Regions from separate parts of the Drosophila melanogaster genome. Here region 1 is linked to region 2. A link is a contact called in public targeted proximity ligation data. All regions are on one chromosome and are shown on one strand. The core of a region is the stretch at or near the end of the contact, and the rest is flanking DNA. Distances in the headings are between cores, read along the strand shown.

Region 1 (7,625 bases), core at 2,610-5,109, 58 kb before region 2:
TTAAAAAGTGCTCTTTGACAGCCGATCTGTTGGTTTTTCTGTTACCACTTCGAACGATTTGATCTACAATTAATGCTCCTCCATTTAGCTGCTTAAACTTGGCAGTTATGCGCTTCCTTACGTACTCCACCACATCCTGCGCTTCCAGTTGGGTACCCGGCTTCTTGACCAACGATGCTGCTGCCTCATCTCCATTTACTGGATCCCAAATGCCGAACACACAAGCCTCGAGCACATTTGGCATTTCGGCGATGACATTCTCAATCTCACTGGGATAATACATTATGTTCTGATACTTCAGCATATCCTTTAGGCGATCGATAACAAATAGATAACCATCCTTATCCACATAGCCCAAGTCCCCTGTGTGAATCCAGTTCTCAGAGTCTTGAATTTGCCTGGTTTCATCGGGATTTTTGTAGTAACCAGCCCATTTTTGGCTATTGTGGAAGCATATCTCTCCCACGACATTGGGTTCCTGAGCTTCACCCTGCTCGTCGATTACCTTGATTTTTATACCCCTAATCGCACGACCCACTGAATTGGGTTTCTCATCGAAATTTAAGTTAACGCTGCCCGCACTGTTGAGCTCAGTTAGGCCGTAGCAAAAATTTAGGCAATCGTGGCTAAGACGGCTGCGAACTTTACGCTGAACTTCCAGAGAACAGCTTGATCCTCCAAAAATCACGTAATTTAATGAAGACAGGTCAGCCGATTCGAACTCTGGGCAGTTGGCAAATATGGCTAGGTAGGAGCTACTTAGAAGCACCATCGAGATCCTATACTTTCCAATGGCGCGACAAAATAGCCCAGGATCAAAGTCACAGTCCGCTATAATACTAGTGGTACTGAACACGCCAGAGGTTATGGCCATCGAAAGACCCGAGCACCAGTCCAGGGTGCTCGACGTATACTGAATATTGGAGTTATTAATTGCCCTGAAATGTAGTTGTTTAAGAAAATGAAATAAAAGTCTTTAACTATATTTACATGTAGTCCACAATGATCTTGTGACTATTGCTGATGGTAACTGCCTTTGGAAATCCCGAGGTGCCGGAAGAACTGAGAATGGCCAGAGTGTGATCGATGCCATCTTTGAGACGAAGTGGTTGGAAATTCTGCATCACTGGAGTGGTCAGAACATCCTGGATCCTCACTGATCCCCTCGGATGATTCCGCATGGTGACTATCGTTACCTGGAGGTCCTTGGTGGCCGATTTAACCTTTTCATACTCATCACCATCGCAGAAGATCAAGCGGGGCTTTGTGATTCCAAAAAGTTTGGCGATGCATGCCTCTTCGTAGGCATTGTGAAGGGCGTGTAAGGGGGTTCCGTTGAAGAAGCATGCATATGCCACAGCTGATTGGTGAGTCGTGTGTCTGCCCATGACCCCCACTATATCAGTTTGCCCCAAGCCCATATTCCTCATATAACTAGCCACTCGCATCGCATTCATATGAAGATCTTCGCGGGTGAGTACGATGTCCTCCGTGATCGAGATCTGGTGGTTCAATGCAAATCTATACATTTCTCTGATTTCGAGAGAAAAGAAACTCACCTGGGCAATGAGTTTCGGATTGTTTACCATATCCCCAAAGATTATCTCTCCGATTGATAAGTTTGGCGAAAATAAACTTGGTGCTTCACGACCACTCCAGATCTTGAGTTTATCATCATAAGTGCACATCGCGTTCAATAGTTTTTGTTTTACTTCCATTTCAGCCATTATAAGAAAATGCTGAGTCGATTATTAGTTTTTAAGTAAATTATGCTATTATAACCCCTCGTATCAGCAATGCTATTTCACAGCAATAATGTACATAATTACGAAAGATCAGCTGTATTAACGATTTTGTAATCGATATGTGTTTCGGTATTATTTTACTCGGCGAATATGAAAAAATGCCTAAGATGGCGAACCTCTTAAAAAGCTTACGATAAATACAACAAATACAAATACAAATACAATAAAAATACAAATACAACATAAACATTACAATAATTAAATATGCAAAACTAATTCTTCTCCATAATTCGTAAAAACTCAGCTTTTGTGGCCGCTCTGTTTGCTTTTCTATTGCCACTCTGAATAATGTGATCCACAATCAAAGCTCCTCCATTCAACTGCTTAAATTTGGCAGGTATACGTTTCCTCACATACTCCACAACATCCTGGGCCTCTAGTTGGGTTCCTTGTTTCTTGACCACTGAAGCGGCTGCCTTATCTCCATAAACGGGATCCCAAATGCCAAAGACACAAGCTTCCACAACATTTGGCATTTCAGCGATGACACTTTCAATCTCGCTGGGGTAATACATGATGGTCTGATACTTGAGCATATCCTTCAAGCGATCGATAATGAACAAATATCCATCCTCGTCCATGTAGCCCAGGTCCCCGGTGTGAAACCAGTTCTCCGAGTCCTGCATCTTCTTCGTTTCTTCCGGATTCTTGTAGTAACCAGGCCATTTCTGACCATTATTGAAGCATATCTCGCCCACGACATTGGGTCCTTGTGCTTCACCCAGCTCGTTGACTATTTTGATTTGAATGCCTCTAACCGGACGACCCACTGAATTGGGTTTCTCATCGAAGTTGAAGTTTAGGCATCCGGGGCTGTTCAACTCGGTTAGTGTATAACTGAAATTTACACATTCGTTGCTTAGACGGCTGCGAATTTTGTTCTGGACTTCCAGTGAGCAGTTTGATCCGCCGTAAAAGAAATACTTCACGGATGATAGGTCCGCCGCATAGAATTCCGGGCAATTGGACAGCATCGCCAATTGCGAGGAACTTACGAACACCATCGATATTCGATACTTCTCAATTAGGCCACACAAATTGGCAGGATCAAAGTCACAATCTTCAATTATACTAGTCAAGCTAAACACGGCTGCATTGATGGTCATCGTGATGCCTGATGCCCAATCCAAAGTGTTTGGGTTATACTGAATAATCGAGCTATCCACGGGTCTGAAAATAATAAATTAGATGGGTGTATAAAATTAAGGTGGTAATATTTACAGAAAACTCCCAATAATCTGGTGACTATTGCTAATGGTGACTGCCTTTGGAAGGCCGGATGTTCCCGAAGAGCTAAGAATGGCCAGTAGTTGATCAGTACCGTCTTTCAGTCGCACTGGTCGAAAGTTCATCTCCACGGGAGTGGTTAAAATATCCTGAATTCTCAATATTCCTGCCGGGTGATTACGCATGGTTACTATTTGTACCTGAAGGCCTTTGGTGGCTGCTTGAACTTTCTCAAACTCATCTCCATCACAGAAGATTAAGCGTGGCTTGGTTATTCCGAACAGTCTCTCGATGGCAGATTGTTCGTATTCGGTGTGTAGGGCATGATAAGGAGTTCCATTAAAGAAACAGGCATAGGCCAGAGCAGTCAAGTGAGTGGTCAACCTGCCAATGACTCCCACAAAGTCACCTTGCTCCAGACCCAGTTTACGCATATAACTTGCCACCTTCATCGCGTTTGTCTGGATGTCTTTCCAGGTCAGCTCAGTGTTTTCTGTAACTGAAATCTAAAGGTTTTGTTTCGATGAATATAAATATTGTTTCTTGTAAATTTATTAAGTACCTGGGCAGTGAGCATAGCATTGCGCTCCATTTGTTGAAAGATAATTTCTCCAATGGACAAATCTGGTGAGAATAAACTGCGTTTTTCGCCACCACTCCAGATCTTTAAGTTTTCATCAAAGGTGTTTCTTGTCTTAAAGGGCGATTTTCCCGCTTGCAATTCACCCATTTTGTATAATACGTTAAGAATTAAAATGAAGGCTTATAATTTATATATCTCTCTAACTTCTGTGATAGTAATACCATAAAAACGAAAGTGATAGACGCAAGAACTCGAATTTAAAGCTTCAAGTTAGGTCTCACCATTATCAACTGACTTATTATATCGATATTTCTTTGAGCTAAGAAAGAGATACTAAAAGTTTTGTTCATAAGTGAATTTATTTCATCTACCAATCAATTATTCCGTCACTGTTGCCATACTAATCATATTTACTATTTATGTTTACTTAAGCAATGATTAATTGCCAAGACTGTTTTCATGACCGCTGATAATCCGATTTTGAGATTGCATCCCATAGTAAAATACTCAAAAAGATGTCGAAAAGTGTTTCAGCAAATGGTCAGCTGGGCTGGACTGGAATCTCCACCACCACCAACAATAAGATTATGATAATGGGCAGCCGTCAAAGAGAGGATTATGGGTTTTGGAAAACAAGTGGATTAAGGGGTTGACAATTGGGGGAATGTGCTGTCAGGAATTTGGCTTTTGCGTTTTGCATTTGTTTTTACGATTATGACCGACATGGATGGATCGGAATCGAAATCGTTCAGTTCTGCTCTGTCCCATTATGATGCGCTATTTTGAGTGACCCTGTCCTCCGCAAACATAGCGAAACTAATAAGTAAAATGTGTTTTTCAAACATTGATTTCGGCCAGTGCGTGGTGGGTGGTGTTTTAGGAAACACACACACACACACCCCCTTTTCGAGACGACAACATTTGTCATAAGGCCAAGACAGCCTCAACAGTTGTTGGCGATTATCATTTTGACAGTTGCTTCTCGCTTCGCTTTTGTTTCAGTTCCCTTGGCTGCGTTTTGGGCCTTGATTTATGCATTTTTAAGCGGTTCACTTATTGTTTCTGCGCACAAATATGGCCAAGTATCTCGGTATCTGCGAGATACAATCCCCTAGTCAGCCCTTGCCGCGTAATTTGTTGATTTATTGCAAGGCTGCCACTGCAGGCATCTTCATTAAGCAGCACTAGCTTCCGTTTTTTATCCGGCCACGCCCGTCGTCTTGCAGCGCCCACGATTCGCTTTCATTATCATTATCCTGCCGGCATTGTCCTTAGCCTCGTTTGTCATGCTCGGTGCGTCTGCTTAAGTTTTCGCACGCTCCAACGCCTCGGCTTCCTTGGCGCAGCCTTCAAGATGTGGAAATTGAATTGAAAACGTGCTGAAGCGTTAAATGCTCTTGTGTCAACTGCTTCCAATCCACCCAAACCTCCTCGCCCCCAAATGTCCTTCTGTCCATCACATTTCGTCCTGTGTGTGTGGCGACATATGAGAATTTGTAACCTCAGCACAAGCTGGTCCGAAGTTGCGGCTGCGTCGGCCGTTCTCCGCTCGCCCCCCAAAAAGTTCCCGGCCAAGTGGCAAGTGGCAAGCAAGCGGGCCATAATTAATTCCAAATTGCATCCGCAAAGGATTGCCAAGTTTCGCTGGCCAAAACTTATCGAAGGTACGATGCAGAGTGTGTTGCTTAAGGGATTACCGAAAATCTGCTTTTCAATATTGCTCATCTCTTTAAGAGCTAAGTAACTGTTCAGGAGCAAGAAAATTCTTACCCAATGTAATTTATTTGTAATTTTTTTTATATTTATAGCCTAAAAGTATGCTATTGCGTTTTATAAAGTTCCATATTTGGCCGGTAATGATGATGGCGCTATTCTACTTTGTACTAAAATTATATCGGCGACATCTAGCGAACATTGTGTGAAGTCGCAGCAGCTACGAAACGCCATCTGCTGGTCGAGCTGAGTTTCATAGCTATTAAACTATGTCAGTCAGAAACGTGTACAACAAATATATGCAAGGAAGTCTGTAGTCAAGCTGTCTAAAGTGTCTGTCTAGACAGCTGGTGGTTGCGGTTCAATCCCAACTTTGGTCAGCACATTTAGTTTGTTTTTGTTTTAAATTAAAATATTGTTTTTTTTATATACTTCATTCATATAAATTCATATATGGACATATGTACTCTGAAAAGGACTTAAACTAATACATGTACCAAAGTCTAAGATACGTTTTTGGCTACTCTTAAAAAAAAATAACAAGAAATTACAATCTCCGAAAATATTCATGAGTTTTCTGATCCCTCTATATAGAATAGTATTGTTTTCGGATTTTCGCCAGCTGCAAGAAACTACAAACATACATATACATATACATATGGATATCAACCTGTCTTTATGGCAACTTGGGTGTTTATGTTGCTGGCGGGAAGGGAAAATGTCGCCAAAGGATGGGGACATGGGCCACGGGACTGGGACAAGGCGACAGGAAACAAATAGACAAAATGCAAACTTTATTTTTAGTAGTTTTTGGCGCCGCGGTTCCTGTAAGTTGGCTAGAAATACGCAGACCATCGCACAAACGCAGCATCGCCTGTTATCCTTGCGGATGATAATGATAATGATGATGATGATGATGATGATGTTGTATCCTTGCCGCGCCGGGCGACAGTTTCAGTGATTTTTCTCTGCACTTTGGCTATGCTGGCATTTTTATGTGGCTGGAAAGAATGGATGGCATGGCTAAATGGAAGTGTCTTGCCAAAATATTTGCATCTGCCTCGATGGACAAATTTGCGTATTTATGAAAAGAACAGATTGAAATTGTGCCCCTGCCATCGTCGTCTTGTATCTTTGTCACTTGTCGTGTTCTTGTCGCTTTTAAATTGAATTTTCAGTGCACTTTGTGGCGCAATTAAAGCTTACTTGCTGCTCTTCTTTACGAGCTGTCCTGTAAATATGCAGTAAATATACTTGGCTCATAGCCAGCCAGGCGACGATGTCCTGTGAATTGTCCTTTGGCTGCTCGCCACTGGTCACTGCGCCATGACCGCCGCTCTTCACTCTTCGAATGTGAATTGCAAAAGCCTGTCAACGGCTCACTGAATAGATTGCATTGTCTGCCAAGTTATAGATGCAGTGAAATGTCCTTTTGCGTGCTGCGTGGGTGCGGTCCATGCAACTCTTTTTTTCACCAGTATAACATGTCTTTGGAGTTCACTGACTTGGAAAATGAGCAGCGACACGTCGGCCTCAGATAGGTAAATATGATTCAGTATTGCAGAAATATATTGCAAAGCAATCAAGTAGATAACTAAAGACCTATGCTAATAGTGAAATTGCGAAAGGAGATGTAATGGGTTTTTATGATAGAAGGACCAGTTTAAACTTATAAAGGTTCATATTAAATACGTCTTAATTTCTCTAAGTTTCCATTCTTTATCTTCGGATTAATCACTCCCCTTAAACAATTTGACAAACAACCTGCCTGTCCAAATTTGTAAAGAACCCATGACCGCCCCACTGACCAGCTCTCGTATTCCCTTAACCAAAGTCCAAAAGTAATATCGAGTATATACCTTTCATCTGTGAAGGCATCGCGATGCCGCCTCCTGCCCCCTGCCCAATGCCCCCAGCCTCCTGCCCATCAAGTGGGCGTGCCCTGGGCGGGCCATAAACAACCTCTCACGGCCTCTGCTCCGCGTCGGTTCCCAGTAAGCAACAATCCGCGGCTAATCGCCAGACTACTACAACTTGAAGAAGCTGCCGCCGCGGATGGCTGGCTGGCTTAGCTGATGCTGATGGTGATGATGGTCGGAAACAAAGTCAGAGGTTAAGCACGTGCGCATCACTGTGGGCATAGGGCACCGAGCACTGGGCATCGGGCATCCTGGCCATAATCTCAGTTCGGTTTGGGGCCCGGTTTCTTGGTTCCTTGGCATCTTGGCTCCTTGGCTGCTTGGATGCCTGAGCGTTACCGCCTCCTCTCGCTGCTTTATGAGCTGCTCCTTCTCGTT
Region 2 (6,668 bases), core at 2,332-4,831:
TTGCGAGAACAAATGGCCCGACAGTAGGTACAGCTCTCCCGAATCATGCAAAAATTATCAGGGAGGTTATTACTGCTAAAATAGGCACTTCTATAGCATCGATTGTTTTGCGAGTCGAGTCAAACGCGAGTTATACACAATACCTAAACCGAATCCAATCAAATTAAATCAAATCAATCAAACCGAACTCAGTGCCCATACCAAAATAACGAATAACATAAACTATTATAAAATGAAATACGATAACGTACTACAACCTAAAATGGAATGGAATGGAAAATCCAACGAAATTCCCATTGCACAGTTCACAGCAATCCTATCACATTGAAACTTTCTGCAAAGCATCCGAGAACAGAGAAAGTGAAATAAACCAAATATAGTTGATAAAGCCACAAACACAGCCACACACAATCATACAGACAGAAAGTACAAAAACAGTATGCAGAATCGGACCAAAATCTAAACTCCAGACACCCACCCAATCACAGACACTCCACACACACAGACCCCCAACTATCAACAGTCACTTTGTAAAACGACGAACTAAAAGTTTTATTAGAGAACACATTCCAAAAAGAAACAAAGTAAAGTCTTAGTAATGAAAACAAAGAGTAAACGAAATAAATAACTAACCAAGTTGTTCATAATATATATAATTTTATAAACTAAAAAACATATTAAGAGCAATCAATAAAAACGAGAAGAATGCAAATAAATACGAATAAAAACAAAGGGTGCTATAGAAGGTTTATTTTAAATAGTGTTTACATAGGAACTTAATTTAATTTCAATTCACTCATCACACGAACCACACCAACCAAAACCACAAGTAAATGTAAAACAAAAAAACAAAAAACAGCAAAACAAAACAAAATAATCAAGCAACTCGGACATACGGACGGACAAGCGGACGGACACCGGACAACAGGAAAATTTGACTAAAAAGGGACATTTCCCCCACAAAGTACTGAGAAACTTGTCGAATCCTTTGGCTCAGCCCACACTTACTCACCCACTCACACTCAATATGAATATCCAGATTTACGATAAAAATCAACAGAGGCTCTCTTAGTTAGATACACGAATATCAACACGCATAAACGCTGGCAAGTTAGTTACAAAAAAAAACAGCACTCACCCACAAAGGCATCGAACTGACTAAACATTTGAAACGGGAACTGAATTTTGTTTTGTTTTCAGTGTTATTATTTGTAGTTTGCAAATATTAAAAACAAACCACATTCGATAACCCATTAGAATTTATGATTTTCAATTAATTTAAGTTATTACTCGTTATTAGACATTAACACTTGGCTGTAGATTTTGACAAACCAAAAAAAAAATACACCGAAAAGAACCCAATTCAAATCAAATCAAACAAACCAACAATTTCATTCTGCTCCTCGTTTTCTTTTATTTGGTGATTGTTTTTTTTTTTTTTTGTATTTTTTCTTTTAACTAATCTCCTGCGTTTCCGATTTGGGTAACTCTGTTCACTATTACTTCCTTAGTTTGTGCTCGTTTCCTCCTTAAGTGTAAACTCCACGGCAAAGTGAAATCTTGAGCTCGAATGAACCCAAAATAAAAATATATACATACATATATCAAATCACTAATTTTCAAGTAGTTCTTGCTAAAGACCTTCTCTTCAATATCCTTCTGCATGGATTTTTTCATTTGAGAGCGCAATTTTATGCTTGTAGTTGCCCCTAATTGTGGAAATGGTGTTAGCCAGCTTTTAGTTAGCAGTAAATGAAGAACTGAAAGATTAATTTTTAATTTTATTTATAATTTAATCTCTTCACAGATATTTTGTTGCAATCTACGGCCAAATACATACCTTAAATAACGACTATTAATGCATAGAATTTTGTTTCATTATTTTTATGATTTTATAAACAAAACGAAAAACAAAAAAAAAATCGAACTCCCTGCACTCCAAAAACGTGGACAATTGTAATTTTTTACGTTTATTAAAAAATTAGAGAATTTGTTGCACCAGCTGACCATGCCCAAAAACCCATCACCGTTCTCAAAGTTTGCAACTACAAAGAATACATATCCGAAAACAGAAAACAGAAAACATTTCAAAATTCGTACAATTCCCCTCGCCTAGAGTTCCTTCTTCCCGAGCGAAAAGTTCCAGATCCAGACTGACTTTAGCTACGTTTGTTCTTGTGCACGGTGACAGAATATCTTAAATGTATAAATCGGATGTATGAAAGCTGAGCAGAATTTTAAATTATTTATTTTACGAAATATATCACATACATATAACATCTAAGATCGAAGTTTGCGGTTCAAAGTTCGAGAGCAAAGCATTACCGATTCGACCCTGACTTTGACATTGTTGCGCTTTTGTTGTTGTATCATAGACAATAATTTTAAAATGATAACAAAGGTTGACGTAGCCGAGAACTTTGTAATAAATCCTGTAAATAGCTCTCGTTTTAACTAACGATAAGTTTTGTGTACATTTCAACTAAGGTAATGCAAGCCCTTCTTTAACCGTAATTTATTGTATTTAATTACACCTAAATTAAACGTAATTATAGCTATAAGCTCACACACACACACACACACACACACGAACACCCCACACAGACACCATGGAGCTACTTAATTTCGAAATACTATTTTATTTGTCCTCGTTTTTTTTGGATTTGCGCAATTTCAACACCAAAATATGTAAAATGGCAAATTAGTTTTTATTTCTTCACAATGTGTATGTTGACATCAGTTTGTATGGCTAGGCGTAAAGCAAGAAAGTGCGTAGAGATTATTTTTAGTTATTTTAAGTGGCAAATTTTTTATATATTTAATTATTGAAAGATTTATACCAAAAATACCATGTAAAGTTTAATTTTAATTTAAAACAAAACATTAAACAAACAAAAACGAAAAAAAAACAACAAAAACAAACAAAACGATGCGTAAGAAAAAACTTAATTAAAAATTTGCAAATAATTCACATTTTACAAACATCGATTGCTTTTTGATTTGGTCTGATATTCTGTTCTTGTTCACTGTGGCTTCTTGTACTTCGTTTATGATTTGCTGCTCTGCTTTTGCTGATCTTTTCTGTCAAATCAGAGGGCAGAGTAATCAAGGCTCTGACGAACCGAGCTAGGTTTTGGATAGCATAGATTAACTGGGTCCTCTATTGTTCTGGCTATATCAAAGTCTTGTCTTATTTTAGTCTCTTGGCAGGAATACGATGAACCGGATGGAACCCATTAGGCCGAACCACGCGGAATTACTTTTGCGCTCAGAAATGGATCTCATGCTTAGATTTAGTTTACACAAGGATGGCCAATAAAATTCTGAATTTGTTGCAATCAATAATTGTGTTTTGATTTTATTGCGCAAATAAATTGATGAATTTAAATATGCCGCCCTTTGGGAATTGCTTGGCAGCACTGGTCGGAGTTAGCCATCCCTGGTTCCACCATCCCTGGTCGCATAGCCAATACACACACCAAATATAGAAATATACTGAATTTAGCGAGTACATTCACCGATATTTATCGATATATTGCAGACAAACGTATCGAATGTATATCGAGCTTCTGTCATCTCTGCTAGTCAACACCTTTCAAAAATAGCGGCAATTTAGCAAATTGTTAATTTCTCTCCCACTTAAATCGACTTAAATCAACATGTCAACTGCCCAGGCGACCAAAAACTGCATCACACTCAAGGGCTCCGCTCAGATTATTGTGGAATACCTGAGTGAGTAGCAAGCTACGTCACGAAAGCGTCTGTAAGTTCGCCTGCAATGGCGTCTCTGGTTCTTTTTTTTTCCTAAATAGAGTACGGCATCAATTCGATCCTCTTCCAACGCGGAATTTACCCAGCCGAAGACTTTAACAACACGCAGCAGTATGGGCTAACCATTCTAATGTCCAAGGATCCCAAGATCAAGACCTTTCTGCAGAACGTGCTCAGCCAAACTGAAGGTTAGTGGTCTTTTGGAAAAAATTCAAGTTTATGGTGACCATTATTTGTATTCACCTATAGAATGGCTCTCGAAGAACATGATCAACAAGATCTCGATGGTCATTACGAACGCCCACACCAAGGAGGTGCTCGAGTGCTGGGACTTTAATATGCAGGCCGAGTTGGGCGATGGCGATATCAGTGATCCCACCAAGGCAACAACCACCAAGGAGCTGAGTCGCATACAGAACGAGATTCGCGACGTTATGCGGCAGATCTCGGCCACCGTGAGCTATTTGCCACTGCTCGATTGCATCTGCACCTTCGACATAATGATTCACACGCTGCAGAACACCGAATTACCGGCCAAATGGGACGAAACGGGTGCCATTGTCATACAGAATCCGCAGGCCGTCCAGCTGCGCTCCTTTTCTACAGGACTGCACAAGGTGGACACCGTGGTCAACTACAAGATGAGCACTTAAAAGGCAGTACCGCCTCATCCTAATGTTTAAATATTTATTTCGTTTCTATATTTACAATAGTGCGTAACGAACGTAACGTATTTGAGAGTTGCATTAAAAGCCAGTTGTGAAAAGCTAACAGTTGCTAAGTAGTAGTTTGGTTGGCCGCAGGGGTCGTCTATTTGTCTGTGTGTCTCAAATGCAATCTGGAGGACGAAACAGAGTGAGAGAGGGTAGCATTTGTTAGTGGAGCGCAACGCAGGAAAGGGCGTTTGTCTGGGCGACAGCTACCTATCCTAAGCAGCGCTTAGTCGTCAAGTCTGCGAGATAGACCCAAGTATCTAGTCTGTACCGAAGTATTTCTGGCCAAAGTGATTAGGTGCCACGGGATGCAGCTCGGAGGTGAGGATCTTCAGCTTGGGGAAGGCATTCACTACGGTCCGAGCGGCAATGGGTGTGCAGAAGAGATTGGACAGGATGATGCAGCTCTCGGGTACGCCGTGTTCCCGCAGCACATTCACCGCCTGCAGCACAGTGTTGCCCGTGGACATGATGGGGTACATGAGTAGCACCTGCCTGCTGCCGATGTCATCGGGAAAGCGGGCATAAACCACGCGGGCCTCATGCGTATTGGCATCGGACTCGACCAGGATCTTTCCAATGCGAATGGAGCGACAGCAGTCACGCAGTCCCTGCTCCATGGCCTCTCCCGATCGGATGATGGACACGCCGCAGTTGCCGGAGCGATACTTCAGTCCCTCGTAAATCGCACCGGTGGGCGTCTCCACATCGCAATGGGTGTAGGGCAGTTGGTTGAGCGACTCCTCGATGACCAGCCGGATGAGACGGTCGGCATAGAACTTGAAGTCACTGCGCGTGGTGTTCCTGGGGGGTAGAATTTTGTTGTACTGCTACTACGCTGCTGACTCCTCCTCCCCAACGTCACCTACTTGTCGCGCAATATGGTCAGCAGTTCGGCCACCTGGGAATTGCACTCGAGTAGCTTCAGGTTGCTGCCGTACTCCGCCAGGATCTCCTCCGATGTGGCAGCTGGCACCGCGGCATGTGCATGCGTGGGAGTGTGCAGCTGTTGCTCCTGCTCCTGGGCTTCCTGCTGCGGCTGCTGGTGATCTGAGGAACTGCTGCCCTCCTCCGACTGGGAGCCGCTGCTGCTGGGCGAGCCGGTGCGCATGACTCGGCTATTTGGTTGCTATCACTGGCTACATAAAATAAATAAATTAAAAGAATTGTACGTAGCACTTTGTCCTCCTAGCGCGTGCTTGGCTTGCTACGGCCACACTTTGTCGCGGCATTGCCGTTCGTTGCGCCTCGGTAATTTCTAGCAATTGGCAGTTAGCGCACGACTGGCCACACTCAGCAAATCACCTCGTGTTTCACTCGCAAACAAAGAAAAAAGTGCATTTTAATTACTGATTACTGCATTGCGATTAGGCGTTCGCGAACAACAACGTTTTCTTGCACATCAGCGGACTCAAAGGGCGCGCGTGGGCAAGGCATTGAGCACAGTGTCTGTGTGCGTGAGTGTGGGTGCGTTGTGCGTGCGTCGCAGTGTTGGTGCGTGTGCCCCCATGTGTGTGTGTATTTGTATTGCCATTAACTAATAAACAATAACCTTCGGGCCACGACGAAAGCCACGAAATCGGCACCGCTGCTGTTCTGTTCTGTACTGTTCCATCTGAACCAACCAGCTGAACAAGGAGACTCATAGCCAGAGACTAAAATAAATCGCCAACGCGCTTCCGCCCCCCCGCGAGAGGAGCGCCCAGTTCAGGAGCGGACCAGCGGCGATCCACTTCCCATATCCATATCCAAACAGAATCGCACTCGCCCAAACACACACACGCACGCAATGGCGGACGTGAGCGATCCCAGCGAACTGTTCGACCTGGAGCTGCACGACCTGGAACTGCAGGACGACAAGGCCAGGGACTCCGACGACGACAGGATCGAGCTGGACGATGTAAGATATAGCCCCCATTCCATGCCATCCCGTGCCAATGCGTGCCGCACCATCCCCCGATGCAAACTGCGCAGCAACAATTTCCCTCTTTGTTTACCTTTTCTGCGCTTTGTCTGCCAGTTTTCCTTTCGCTCGTCTGGGCATCCCGATTCCACACCCCCGAACCAGCATATCCACCAGCCGCACACCCTGCAAACTGGGCTTATCTGCTGCGCAAATGTCTGGCGTCATTCGGTTTCAGTCCAGTCGCCGATTATTCAGCGCATGTACATGCGCTCACTCAT

What was found.
Region 1: a contact with region 2 is called in a targeted proximity ligation map of the Kc167 cell line, with 4 times the contacts expected there. A contact is called at or near these places in 61 of 107 Hi-C or Micro-C datasets (the Clone 8 cell line, the D17-c3 cell line, the Kc167 cell line and 19 more) and 2 of 7 datasets of targeted methods (both in the Kc167 cell line).

What each region holds. Positions count from the first base shown.
Region 1 is chr3L:5,867,735-5,875,359 of dm6, reverse strand. It overlaps CG5568, which reads right to left and starts at 3,859. Exons shown (of 3, transcript NM_139735.4): 1 at 3,595-3,859; 2 at 3,027-3,538; 3 at 1,842-2,975. The coding sequence starts at 3,762. The coding sequence ends at 2,018. CG18586 reads right to left here and starts at 2,049. Exons shown (of 3, transcript NM_001274524.1): 1 at 1,587-2,049; 2 at 991-1,502; 3 at 1-938. The coding sequence starts at 1,727.
Region 2 is chr3L:5,810,006-5,816,673 of dm6, reverse strand. mad2 reads left to right here and starts at 3,581. Exons shown (of 3, transcript NM_139734.3): 1 at 3,581-3,732; 2 at 3,813-3,959; 3 at 4,021-4,539. The coding sequence starts at 3,660. The coding sequence ends at 4,424. kri (krishah) reads right to left here and starts at 5,701. Exons shown (of 3, transcript NM_139733.2): 1 at 5,354-5,701; 2 at 4,695-5,288; 3 at 4,446-4,609. The coding sequence starts at 5,595. The coding sequence ends at 4,745. vn (vein) reads left to right here. Exons shown (of 6, transcript NM_001014565.2): 5 at 1-23; 6 at 3,200-3,336. The coding sequence ends at 3,240. It overlaps S6k (Ribosomal protein S6 kinase), which reads left to right and starts at 5,743. Exons shown (of 10, transcript NM_001274521.1): 1 at 5,743-6,384. The coding sequence starts at 6,274.